Regions from separate parts of the Columba livia genome. Here region 1 is linked to region 2. Evidence: chromatin contacts called from public Hi-C data. All regions are on one chromosome and are shown on one strand. Each heading gives the region's core, a stretch centred on a gene start, on an enhancer-like site or on the middle of the called end of the contact. The rest is flanking DNA. Distances are from core to core; before and after follow the strand shown.

The links. Hi-C and Micro-C count contacts between places; a contact is called where the count stands out from the background.
Region 1: a contact with region 2 is called in a Hi-C map of liver, with 5 times the contacts expected there. The contact joins two enhancer-like sites. A contact is called at or near these places in 2 of 2 Hi-C or Micro-C datasets (crop and liver).

What each region holds. Positions count from the first base shown.
Region 1 is chr19:9,955,337-9,961,187 of bColLiv1.pat.W.v2, forward strand. The region is part of intron 1 of LOC110365745 (a long non-coding RNA gene); the gene reads left to right. Among named protein-coding and RNA genes, the nearest start is that of TRNAT-AGU, 9.2 kb to the right of the region's middle. Within about 2 kb of position 3,940, at least 2 of the 3 cell types and tissues checked have an H3K27ac peak away from gene starts, as active enhancers do.
Region 2 is chr19:9,894,062-9,899,084 of bColLiv1.pat.W.v2, forward strand. No RefSeq gene overlaps it. Among named protein-coding and RNA genes, the nearest start is that of TRNAT-AGU, 71 kb to the right of the region's middle. Within about 2 kb of position 1,725, at least 1 of the 3 cell types and tissues checked has an H3K27ac peak away from gene starts, as active enhancers do.

The DNA of each region.
Region 1 (5,851 bases), core at 2,690-5,189, 63 kb after region 2:
CAAAATCCCATCTGACACTTCACTGCAGCCTTGTAAAAGGACTTGTGCACATGGCCAATGTCTCAGTGTTTTCTTTTTACTAGTGGACTGTTTCAGAAAAGAAGGAGCACCCTGAGCAGCTCCCACCACTTTCTTCCTTTTCCCCATGGACAGCACAACCTTCCCCATCCTCCCCTGTCCTAGAGTTTTGGTAAGAGAAGGCGCATTGCTGGGAAGGGATGGAAGGAAGTTAGCAATAGGACAAGGGGGCATGGGCTTCAACTCTGCCAGGGGAAATTGAGGCTGGAGATGAGAAAGCAATTCTTTGCAGAGAGAGTGGTCAGGATTGGAATGGCTGCCCAGGGAGGTGCTGGACTCACCGGCCCTGGAGGTTTTGAAACTGAGATTGGACATGGCACTTAGTGCCATGATCTAGTGAATGGACTGGAGTTGGACCAAAGGTTGGACTGGATGATCTCTGAGGTCTTTTCCAACCCAGTCCATTCTGTGATTCTGTGAAGGAGAGCAGCCTCTGTCTCCCTCCTGCCTGGACAGAGCCTGTTCAATGTGCTGGGATTGACGGGATGGGGAACCCAGCACCGCAGGGAGAGGCAGGACTGAGCCCCAAGTGCAGGGAACAGAACAACTTTTGCGGGGACATCAAGAAACAGCTGAAATGTCAACTGCCGCTAATCTTGTTTCGCACTGATATGTGTCGTTGGGATCTCCTAGAGCCTCAGGGTATCATCTCTCGGACCCGTCTGCAGCTGTTGGGCACATTTCATTGTGCTTCGATGGGGACAGCTTGAGCTGTCCCCGGCACCTGCCGTGCAACGTGTCGATGCTGTAGGCAGCGCTGGTGAGGAAGGATCTGCTGGTGCAATCGGAGCAGGGTGCCCGCGGGGCGCGTCGGTTGGTGTGCTGCTGATGGAAAGCTGGTGGCCTTCTGTAGCTCTCCATGGCAGCTGCTCACTCTGCTGCAGGCAGCGATAAGGGAGGAAAAAGGACCAAAAATGAAGAGAAGGAGGGAAGAGGAGCGGTTACAGCCAGACTCCAAAGAGAATAGGCAGGAGCTGCTGAACATGCTGCTGGACTCCACGGGCATGTCTGGAATCTGTGTGGAGGCTTTTGAGTGTAGAGAGTATGGGTTGTAGATGTGACCTGCTCAGAGGTCACTCTGGATCAGAGGAACCATGCATTTAGGAGCAGGTTTCTAAATGAAAGAGAAAATGAAATTGAATACATGGGTGGTTTGGTAAATAGGTTGATTAAGTAAATAGCTCAGTGCTCTTTGAACATACACTGAAACCATGAAGTAAATCCATGAGATTTGGACGATGGTGCAATATAACAACACAGCTCCTGCCTCTCAAACACAGCACTGGGCAGATCCTTGCTGCCAGTGGACTTGCTCCAGTGAATCACAGCACCACTGAACAACCATGGTTGGGAAAGACCTCTGGAGGGCTCCAGTCCCACTTCAAGGATCACAACATGGCAATCTCCCACAGACAAACCCCAAGAGCAGCCACCTCTCTGCTGACAACTGAGTCCTGGTCCTCACAGAGGTGCTTCAGAAGTCCATGTGCCCAGGTCTTGCCACCCATGCCTGGCTCTGGCACATCTCTTGGCCTGCAGGATGCACCTGGAAAATTGTTTTCCACCCATTCTTCTGCCTTTGTAACTGCACAGCAGCTTGTAAAAGCACCCAAGGCCTAATGGCATTTTCTCGCTGGCTCAGGAATTCTTGGCTGGTGACATCCTCCATCCGCTGACCAGCACAATATGGGGAAGGGAGGCAGGTGGCTGCATCAGCCTGAATAGCCCAGCAGCAGGAAACACCCACAGGGGGGTTTTAGGCTGTAACGCCAGGAAACGGGGCTTCCATGTTCCTGAGTCATGACTTCCACCGGTTGTATCTCCAAAAGCCCACGCTGGCTCTCTCACTGTCCTGGGCTTCTGTGTCCCCCTCCTGCTGTGCTGCAGCCCTTTTTCACCTGACTCCTTCTCTGCTGGAGATCCTGCAAGCTGCTATGTGTGGTCAGAAACTTTAAGGATTTATCATTGTCTCCATTCTCCTGTGCCTGCAATGCCCATACTTGTTTTGAAAAGATGCAGGGCTGCTTTCTGCTGCTCCCACCACCCCCTTCACAGCCTTGGGCTCTCTCATAACCACCTACAGATGAGCTGCATCTTTCTCTGAAGACATCTGAGCTTCTTGGGGCATCTCTGTGCCCTGTGACACAATTTAAGTAGGTTAAACACTTTTCTGAGCAGTGGCTGGGAAAGGCAGAATCGATTACTCTTTGAGTGTTGACCTCACTATGGTCATTTGTGCTGCATGTTTTGTGTTTTGGTGGCTGCTTAAGACACCTGCTGCAGCTCCCACAGACCTCCTGCCACACGTAGTTACTCACAACCATGTCAGATTCGGATTTGCTCAGTGAAGTATTTTTGCTTTTGGTTTCCTTGCTCCATGCAGTTGAGTTATGCTCAGCTTGTCCTGTGTTGTGAAACATGCAGTCCTGCTGCATTTGGTTTCCCTCTGTGATGATCTTCACTCCCAGTATCCAAACATTGCACGGGGACCTTCTGGTGAAGCAGCAGGTGCACAGCCCACTCCTTCCATCCTGGACATTTTATCTCAGTATTGGCTGTGAGCTGGGAACGCGGCGTGGGAGGTAAAGGAAAGGTGAGTGAATGAAATCCCAAATGCCAGAACTCTCTGTGGTCTGCAGAGAAACCTGAGATGTTTCCAGCTGAACTGGTTCTGTGAGGATACTGTTCTCAGGAGTCACATTCCAAGAAAATGAAGAGAAAACCCCACGGGCACTGCGGAGTTGCTGGACAGCTGTTTTCCTGAGTATTGCTCACAAATCTTTTTCCTTTCTCCATTTGATGCTCAAGCTGAACCAGTCCCCAAGTTGGGCTTGCTGGTTGGTGCAGGTTCACATCCAAAACACCCTTGTGTTCTGGCAGTTTGAGGAGAAAACCTGTCCCCAGTCACCCCTACATGATTTTACAGGCTTAGGCACTTGATACGAGCCTATGAATCAACAACTCGGTTCCTAGATGCTTGTGTGAACCCAAACCTTGGTGTTGCCTCCATTCTCACTCCAAGCACAGCTATAGTATCAGCATCTCGCTTGCTCGGTGCTCCTGTCTGGTGATGCTCTGCAGCTGAACTGCTTACAACTTGCACCCCGCTGTTGTCTGTCCTTAGATCCTCCCCTGGGTCACTTGCTGCTTTGCATTCCCCGAGTCTCAGGCTGCTTCACTGCCAAACTGCGTGTCTGTGTATGGGGTGACCAGCATGTCCAGGTGAGAAACAACCAGGGTTTTCTTGGCCTAAACCTCCCGCATACGGAAACAGCAGTGGACGCCTGCTGAGTGCTGTTTGTCCCTGCTTTGCCTCGTGCACCCAAAACTATGTCCCTGCCTTTCATTTCCAGACAATCAGATGAATATTTCTGCTTGAAACTTAATATAGTAGATGGCTCATGATCTTTGCATTTGACACCAACATCTTCCCCCATGAGACCTGGAGGAGACCTTGTTTGTATTCTAGGTGGTGAGTGTGTAAAAGTAGCAATTTCTAGTATGAGTCACTACCTTGTTGTTTGATTAATTCTCTACTTCTGAAACTCTGATGAAATTAAATGGTTGGAAGCCCCAGGAGAGACCTATGGTGCAGCAGAAAATAGAAGCTGTAGAACAGAGTGTAGCTTAAATTAGTGGGGCCAGAGGAAAGGACATAAACTACTGGTTGCAATCAGAATAATTTCGGCTCTCACTCCTCTCACCTTGCAGAAAGGGCATGACCTTGTCCCAGTGCCTGTGGAAAGGCAATAGAGGCTGTCCAGCAGGACGGGACGAATTCTGCCTGAGTCCCACCAGCAACGTTTGCATGGGAAAATCTTCCCACTCAACTGCAAGCTGAGGGGTACAACAGCATCAAACCCAATGGTGTACGGCACATATGGACCTATGGGGCATGGCAGTATCCAGCACCAAAAAAAGTGTAACTTGGATCAGGAGTGGTTCCAGTGCTGAAGAGATTCTGGACAACATCCAGGGTCTGGACTAGGTCCAGGACTGGGCTCAGGACTGCAATGAGGATAAAATTAACCTTGGGGTAAAGGCTCAGAGTATACAATGTTTGCACTTAGAAAAGCAGATCTCCAGCCGAGGGAAATGGCTGTAGAGTCTCAAGTTGTGATGGTGCACACCAGCTGAGGCTCTGCCCTGAGGCCATAAAGGGGTTGAACCGGAGCCAAGGCTGCACTTTGGCCATCTGCTTGGCTGGGGCCAGGGGTCTGAATTTGCCATTAGTGTTCCATGAAATATAAAACAAGAGTTGAGGTCGTCTCTGGACTTCATTAACACTTTGAAATGCCAGAGGGAATATCACATTTGACTATAGGACCAGCCCAAGTCAGCAGAGAATCTAACATTTCAGTTCCCACTCAGAAAAACCCCAACAGCTTCGTTTCAGTTCTGAGTGTTGATTCCAAAACCAACTGAGACAACCAGTTACTGCGAAAAAAGTTCATTGCCAATGAAACCATCTGAAAAAGTTAATTCGGTTCTCTTTGGGGATATTCACCCTCTTTTGTTTCTGCTCAGTCTATGAATTTTATGGCAGAAAATGAACTCCTTGAAACTAATCCTTTAACTTCTCAACCCCTCACATTCACATGTTGTTGGTGTAAGACGAACTCCTCCTGGTCTCAGGCTTGAAAAGGACATCGGATGGATCCTCAGCTGACGTGCCCAGCAGAGCATCAGTGGTAATATATTTATGCATTTTCCACCAGCATAGATGCAGCTGCACAGTCACAGTCAATTGTATTTGTATCAGGAAGTTCCTGTATGGTTCCCAGGAAAATTACCTCTACAAACAAAACCAGAGTCACTGCTAGAACGTGGTTTCCTTCAAAAGTGAATGTGCCACCCCCTGGAAGCACGCAGGTGGACATCCATAGGATGTATAGTGTCTACACAAATTGCCCTTTTGCTTTCCAGCCAGAAACCCCCAAATATAGAGAGCAGCTCTATGAACATATTCTCTGCACTACGGCATACCCTGAGTGATTCAGTATCGTGCTGTTTCTCTGCAAATTGCATCCTGATGCTCCCACTGCTGCAGGAGGAGGAGACAAACAATGTACAATAAAGCAAACATACACCTCAAGCAGCATTGCCTTCCTGAGAGAGGAAATTCAAGGCTTGCTCGAGAAAGGAAGCAAATACCAGGCTCCCTAATCGTGCTGTGGGCTTCATGGTTCAGGTTTGTTACTGGTGACGAGCTGGGGAATTACAGCTGTGGGTGGATAGGAAACCAAAGGCCTGACCGGAGACTTGGACTCGTAATCCCTCTCCGGTCCCCACAAATTCTTGAAATGCTTTGGTTACAACAGCTGAGAAAACAAAACAAAATGTGATTCACCTCCACTCTGAGCAAAAGCAGGAGAATTTCTTGGCAATTTGAGATCCTTTTGTGAAACTGGTTATACAAAGAAGCAAACAGCTCAACTGTGAAGGAAAGCTGTGTGAAGGGTTTAGTTTGGTCTCACCATCTGTATAACTCAGTCTTAGACGTGAAGAAAAAGAAGAAACTTGTTCCTGGTGAGGGTGGCAGAGCCTGGCCCAGGCTGCCCAGGGGGGTTGTGGAGTCTCCTTCTGTGCAGACATTCCAACCCGCCTGGACACCTTCCTGTGTAACCTCATCTGGGTGTTCCTGCTCCATGGGGGGATTGCACTGGATGAGCTTTCCAGGGCCCTTCCAACCCCCGACATTCTGGGATTCTGTGAATTCTCTGTAGGCTTGCTGAATGTTTTCCAGGGAGCTTGATGCATCTTTGTTGGAAGC
Region 2 (5,023 bases), core at 475-2,974:
TGGTGTGACAGGGCCGTGCTGTGCCGTGGCACAGAGGGACAGAGGTGCAGTCCCAACCCAGCTCCCCCCAGCAGACACCGTCTGTTCTGGGGAACGGTTGGTGTTTCCCTCCTTCAGCAACCAGCAGCTGATGGCCAGGTGGGGAAACTGAGGCAGAGCTGAGGGTTCCCCGCAGGGGTCGGCTGGAGGCAGCAGGGTTGGTGGGTCGCCTGTGTGGATCCTGGGGATGCTTTTGGCCCCTTGGGGCTGAGACCCATGGGCTGGTGTCCCAGCTGTGTCCCGGTCACCAGCCCCGGAGCTGCCGGGACCCAGCGGGTGGTTCAGCCTCCCCGTGAGCTCTGCCCCAGCTGGCTCCTCCACGCCAGACCCTCCTCTACCTCCCAGTGGTGCTGAGAGCTTTCATCTCCTCTCCTCTCCTCTCCTTCCCAGCCAGGAGGGTTTCTCTTCATAGCTGGCCTCAACGCAGATTTTCTTGCCCTTTCCCCCTCTCTCCATCACCCATGTGTTCTTGATCTCCCCTCGCTCTGTTCCAAGCCACCAGCACTAGGAAACTGTTATCACAGGGTGACTTTGTTGGCCCCACTTCCCCATGTCCCCAGGCTCCCACGTGAGGGGACTTGGCTCAGGGGACTCTGTGGGTACCGGGCAGGTCGGTACCTGCCGTCACCTTCCTGAATGCTGCGACCAGCGAACCCTCCCATGGCTACTGCTGATATCCGGGAGTATCCGACCCACGTAACCACACCTGGTTGTGAGCCCAGAACCTGCCTTGGTGACAGGAGTGACCCGAGCCCACGCGGTGGGACAGGCAGCGAGGGCTGGGGCCGCTGTGGGATGTGCGGTGTGGGAATCTGGTGCATGACTTTGAATAAACGCCACTGACCTGCCCATGGAGAGTCCCTGCCGGGGACAGAGGCACCAGTGTGTGCAGAACAAGGAGAAATGGGGTCTTGGGGACCTGGAGAAATGGGGACCCTGGAGAAAATTGAAATAGCCCCGTGTGAGCGATAGAAATTTGTTTGTTGCTGTAGTAGAATTTATTGCCGGCCGGGTTTGCATAAGTTGCTCGGCAAACACCGTCCCTGTGCGCTTGGGAGGTGTCTGATTTCTGGGAGAGGAAGAGCTGGGGTGGGAGGTGGGAATGCCGGGTGCCTGTCCCATGTGTTCCCAGGACAGCCAGTGCAGGACAGGTCTCACCACGGGCTCTGCGGTGACACCAAAGCCACAGCTTTTCCCCTCCGTGCTGCAGGAGCAGGGCTGTGCCAGCTTCTCCAGGACTTTGTGCCATGGTGGAGGCTCTGAGAAACTTGGAGCGTTGGGGGGAGATGCTGGGTCACGAAGGGGGTTTGTTCTGGGGGCACATTGGTGGGGATGGTCCTGCAGCCCCCCCTCAGCAGCTCCTTTTGCAGGAGGATCAGGGGACCGGGAGCTGCTGAGGTTGTTGTGGGGTCAGGGAGCTCACAGCACAAACAGGAGAAATGTCCTTGTTTAGCACAAAATAAGATGTCCAAGGCAAAATACAATCAGTCTGCATGGGATGTGAAGAAATGATTGAGTTGTTGATGACAATGCCATGAGCTTGGGCAATGAAAACGGGAATTAGTTATTCCTAATTCCTAATTTGAAGTGTGACCTCAAACCGCCCAGGATTGCAGACAGCGGAGGGATGTTCCCAGGGCAGCAACGCCGAAATCAGGGGGTCACCTGGCTGAGGTGGCCCTGGGGAGGGACAAGTGGCCTTTTGTGGAGACAAAGCCGTTACCTGTGCCCAAGCCAGCGCTGCCGTGGGGGTGGCAGGTGACACGGGTGGTGACAGCGAGAGCCACCGCGTGTCTCGGGCCGTTTCGCACAGTGGCCAAAGGCGATTTCCCAACGCGGAAACCGGCGCCTTCCAAAACGGGGAGGACGCTGCAGCGGGTCTTATCTCAGCAGATAACGAGGAGTTATCTTGGGGCTAAAAATTAGCGGTTGCTGAGTTGCAAGTAGTCACAACTCCCTGTGTTTGTCATGCGCAAACAGGGTAAAGTCCAGCGGGGCGCGGGTGCTCTCGGTTCGGTCGTGGGATGAAGTTCACCAAGCTGAAGGCAGGCATGAGGCAGAGCGCCCCGGGGAAGGACTGAAATGGGAATGAGCACCAGAAAGTGCTGAAGGCTTTGTTAGGTTCAAAAAAATGCCATGACCCTGTAGGTGCAAAAGGTTAAAACCAGTGGGAAAAATGTCCTCAGGTCCTGGGTTTAATATCATGATTTCCCTGCACCCTCAGGGATGAGGAGGTTGGGATGAACCAAAAGGTCTTGGAGAGGCTGGTAAATCACTTACCTGGCGCAGGTGATGACCCAGTGTCCCTCAGCTCAGTGTTTCATCAGCTCTAACCAGGTATTTCATCAGCACCCTAGCAAAGCAGCCGGAGATGGGTGCTGGGGTCATCTGGGATTTCCAAAACCACGTGAAGTTCTGAAAACAGCAGCTGCTTGAAAATACTGTTCAAGTTGCCAAGTGCCTCTTGCATAAAGACTAGTTGGGAGAAGTTCACGAGCAGCGTGGGTGTCCCACGCGGGGATTTGTCCCTCGGGCACACGGATGAGTGTCCGGGGAGCTGCGAGGCTTTCCAGCCAGCAGCACCTGGGTTGCAAGGGGATCTCATTTCGGAGCTGTCTGGCATCTGGGGGTGTAAAGCCTTTCTCCGATTTCTGCAAAAATGAAGTCTGCCTGTTTTACAGGTGTGCGCCCGTCCCCGAGACACTCAGAGATGCGCAGCTTTTCTTGGGCTTTTCCAAGGGAGTATAAACTTACCCAAATAAACATAACTTTCTACTGACCAAATAATTCCTTAGACCCCTGATTAGACAAATATTCCCAGAATAGAAACAAGGCTCCTTTCTAGCCGTAGACTAAACATAGCTCAACAGCGAGATATTAAAACTGCAGACACAAGAATTCCTCTGCCCTGGTGAAACAGCTGACTCGCTGGGCGAGTCCCTTAACCCCGCACAGAGACCTTTGGAGGCTTATCAGGAGCACAGCAAACTGATTTGTGCCCAGGAGCCGACAGGAGACCTGCTGCGGGAACACCCGTCTTGGGTCGTCTGCATGGCAGGGGTGGAAATCGGGGTTGGTTTGGGTTTGTTTGGGCACTTTTTGCTCCACTGGATCTGATAAGGGCCGGGGTTGCAGAGCTGTATTCGAGGGTTCTTGTCCTTGCAGACAGTGACCCCTGGCCGGGCTCAGAAAAGCCGATGGGGCAGTTAAAGGGGTGATGGGGGTACCCCGCTCAGCGCTGCTGGGTGTCGGGGAGCAGCGATGCCCTTCGGGTGCATCCTCGAACTGAGGCTGTGAGGACAAGTGTCACCAGCTTCTGTGCTTGGCGTTAGCAATGTCACTTCTCAACAATGCAACGGAGCAGAGAAGAAGAAAACAGAATGCTTCTGAAGCAAGAATAAAAATAGTCAGCCTCAGACGCTGTCTTTCAAGGAAATAAAATAAGCTCAGCTGGGCTGCTGCCAGGACAGGAAATCTAGCAATGGTGAGAGTCCCCCGAGTGCCACTAACTCATTCGGGAAGCATTGTCATGACCCTCTCGTTGCTCATTTTCTGGTTCTTCTCCGCATTAGGTAATTTTTACTCTGCTCATCCAGCTCACAGGTTTGCCGGTGCTGGGGAAGGAAGGAGAATGATGCTGATGCTGGGCCCGTCCTGCGGTGCTGGGAAACGCTGGAGAAAAGGACAGGGAAAAACCCTTTGTTGCTGAGCAGGCCTGCTGGGTCTCACAGGGAGGACAAGCGGGACTTTGCCCCCATGGTGACCCCCTGCAGCATCCCCCACCCTGCTCTGGGTACCACTGGGCTGTGCTGAGCTGGAGGTGATGAGCTGGATCCTCGCCTTGGAAAGATCCAGGAACCCCCCTTCCCTGCCTTCATCCCTTGGCCGAGTGTGAGGAGGAGGGAGGTGGGGGAGAGGGAGAAGAGCCAAGCAGGAGCAGGTGGGAGCCAGGGACGGGGTGTTTGCTTGGGAGCCATTTGCAAGTAATTTCTTGTCCCTTCCTGAACTAATAGGGTAATTATTTCGGGAGGACACACATGTTTCTCATGGAAAGTTCCACCCGGCCTGTGCGTCAGTTCATCGTGTAGCAGCCCTGTTCTCCCCAACGTGATCACAGTGTTTCTAGACAAAGACAAGTGGGTGAAACCTCCTGCCCCTGGGACTGGGGACAGCGGTGACAGGTCACAGAGCACCAGACAAACCTCCCGGTCCAGGGCAAATCAACAACTCAGCAGCAAATGGGCTCATGTGTTGAAAGCTGATCCGCACAGCCGAGCAAACACCGCTCTGCTCTTTGATGTAGCTCCCGTGCTTGACATTAGGTGTTCGGATGAGTGCATTCGATTTTGTACCCCACTCCCTCCATCCAGCTCAAGAGATATGGAGAAATTGGAGGGGTCCTGGAGGGGCTACTGAGGTGGTGATGGACCACAGACATGGGACCTGTGTGGAGAGATGGAGAGAGATGGGCTCTAACAGCATCCCACAACTTTGGGAAGCACAGCTACAAAGATGATGGTGCCCAACTCTTCTTGGTAGCACCAGGTGACAAAATAAGGGGCAACAGCCACAATGGGTGACAACTTTCAGACCTTAGACAACAGGAAAACCACTTTTATTGTAAGGCTGATACAGTAGAAACCCCCAGAGAGGTGGGGTGTCTGTCATTGGAAGTGGTCGAGACTTGGCCAAAGTCACAGCTGCCCCCATCAGGTGCTGGTGATTCCCCTGGTCTGACCTGACCCCTGGGGATGCACCCTTGGCACACCGAGGAGTCTGGCCCTTGTTTTGGTGGTGGACATGGGCAATGCCCTCCAGGACACAGGCACGGAGCCCACAGGAGATGTGGGACAGAGGTCCAGCAGGCCAAAGTCCTCATGGGAGCAGTGGACATGAGTTCTGTGTTTTTCTACAGGGAAAAAAGTGATGTGTGTTGGGGACAGGCCCATCGTGTTAGTGTTGGAGCTGAGGGAAGAGCTCCTCC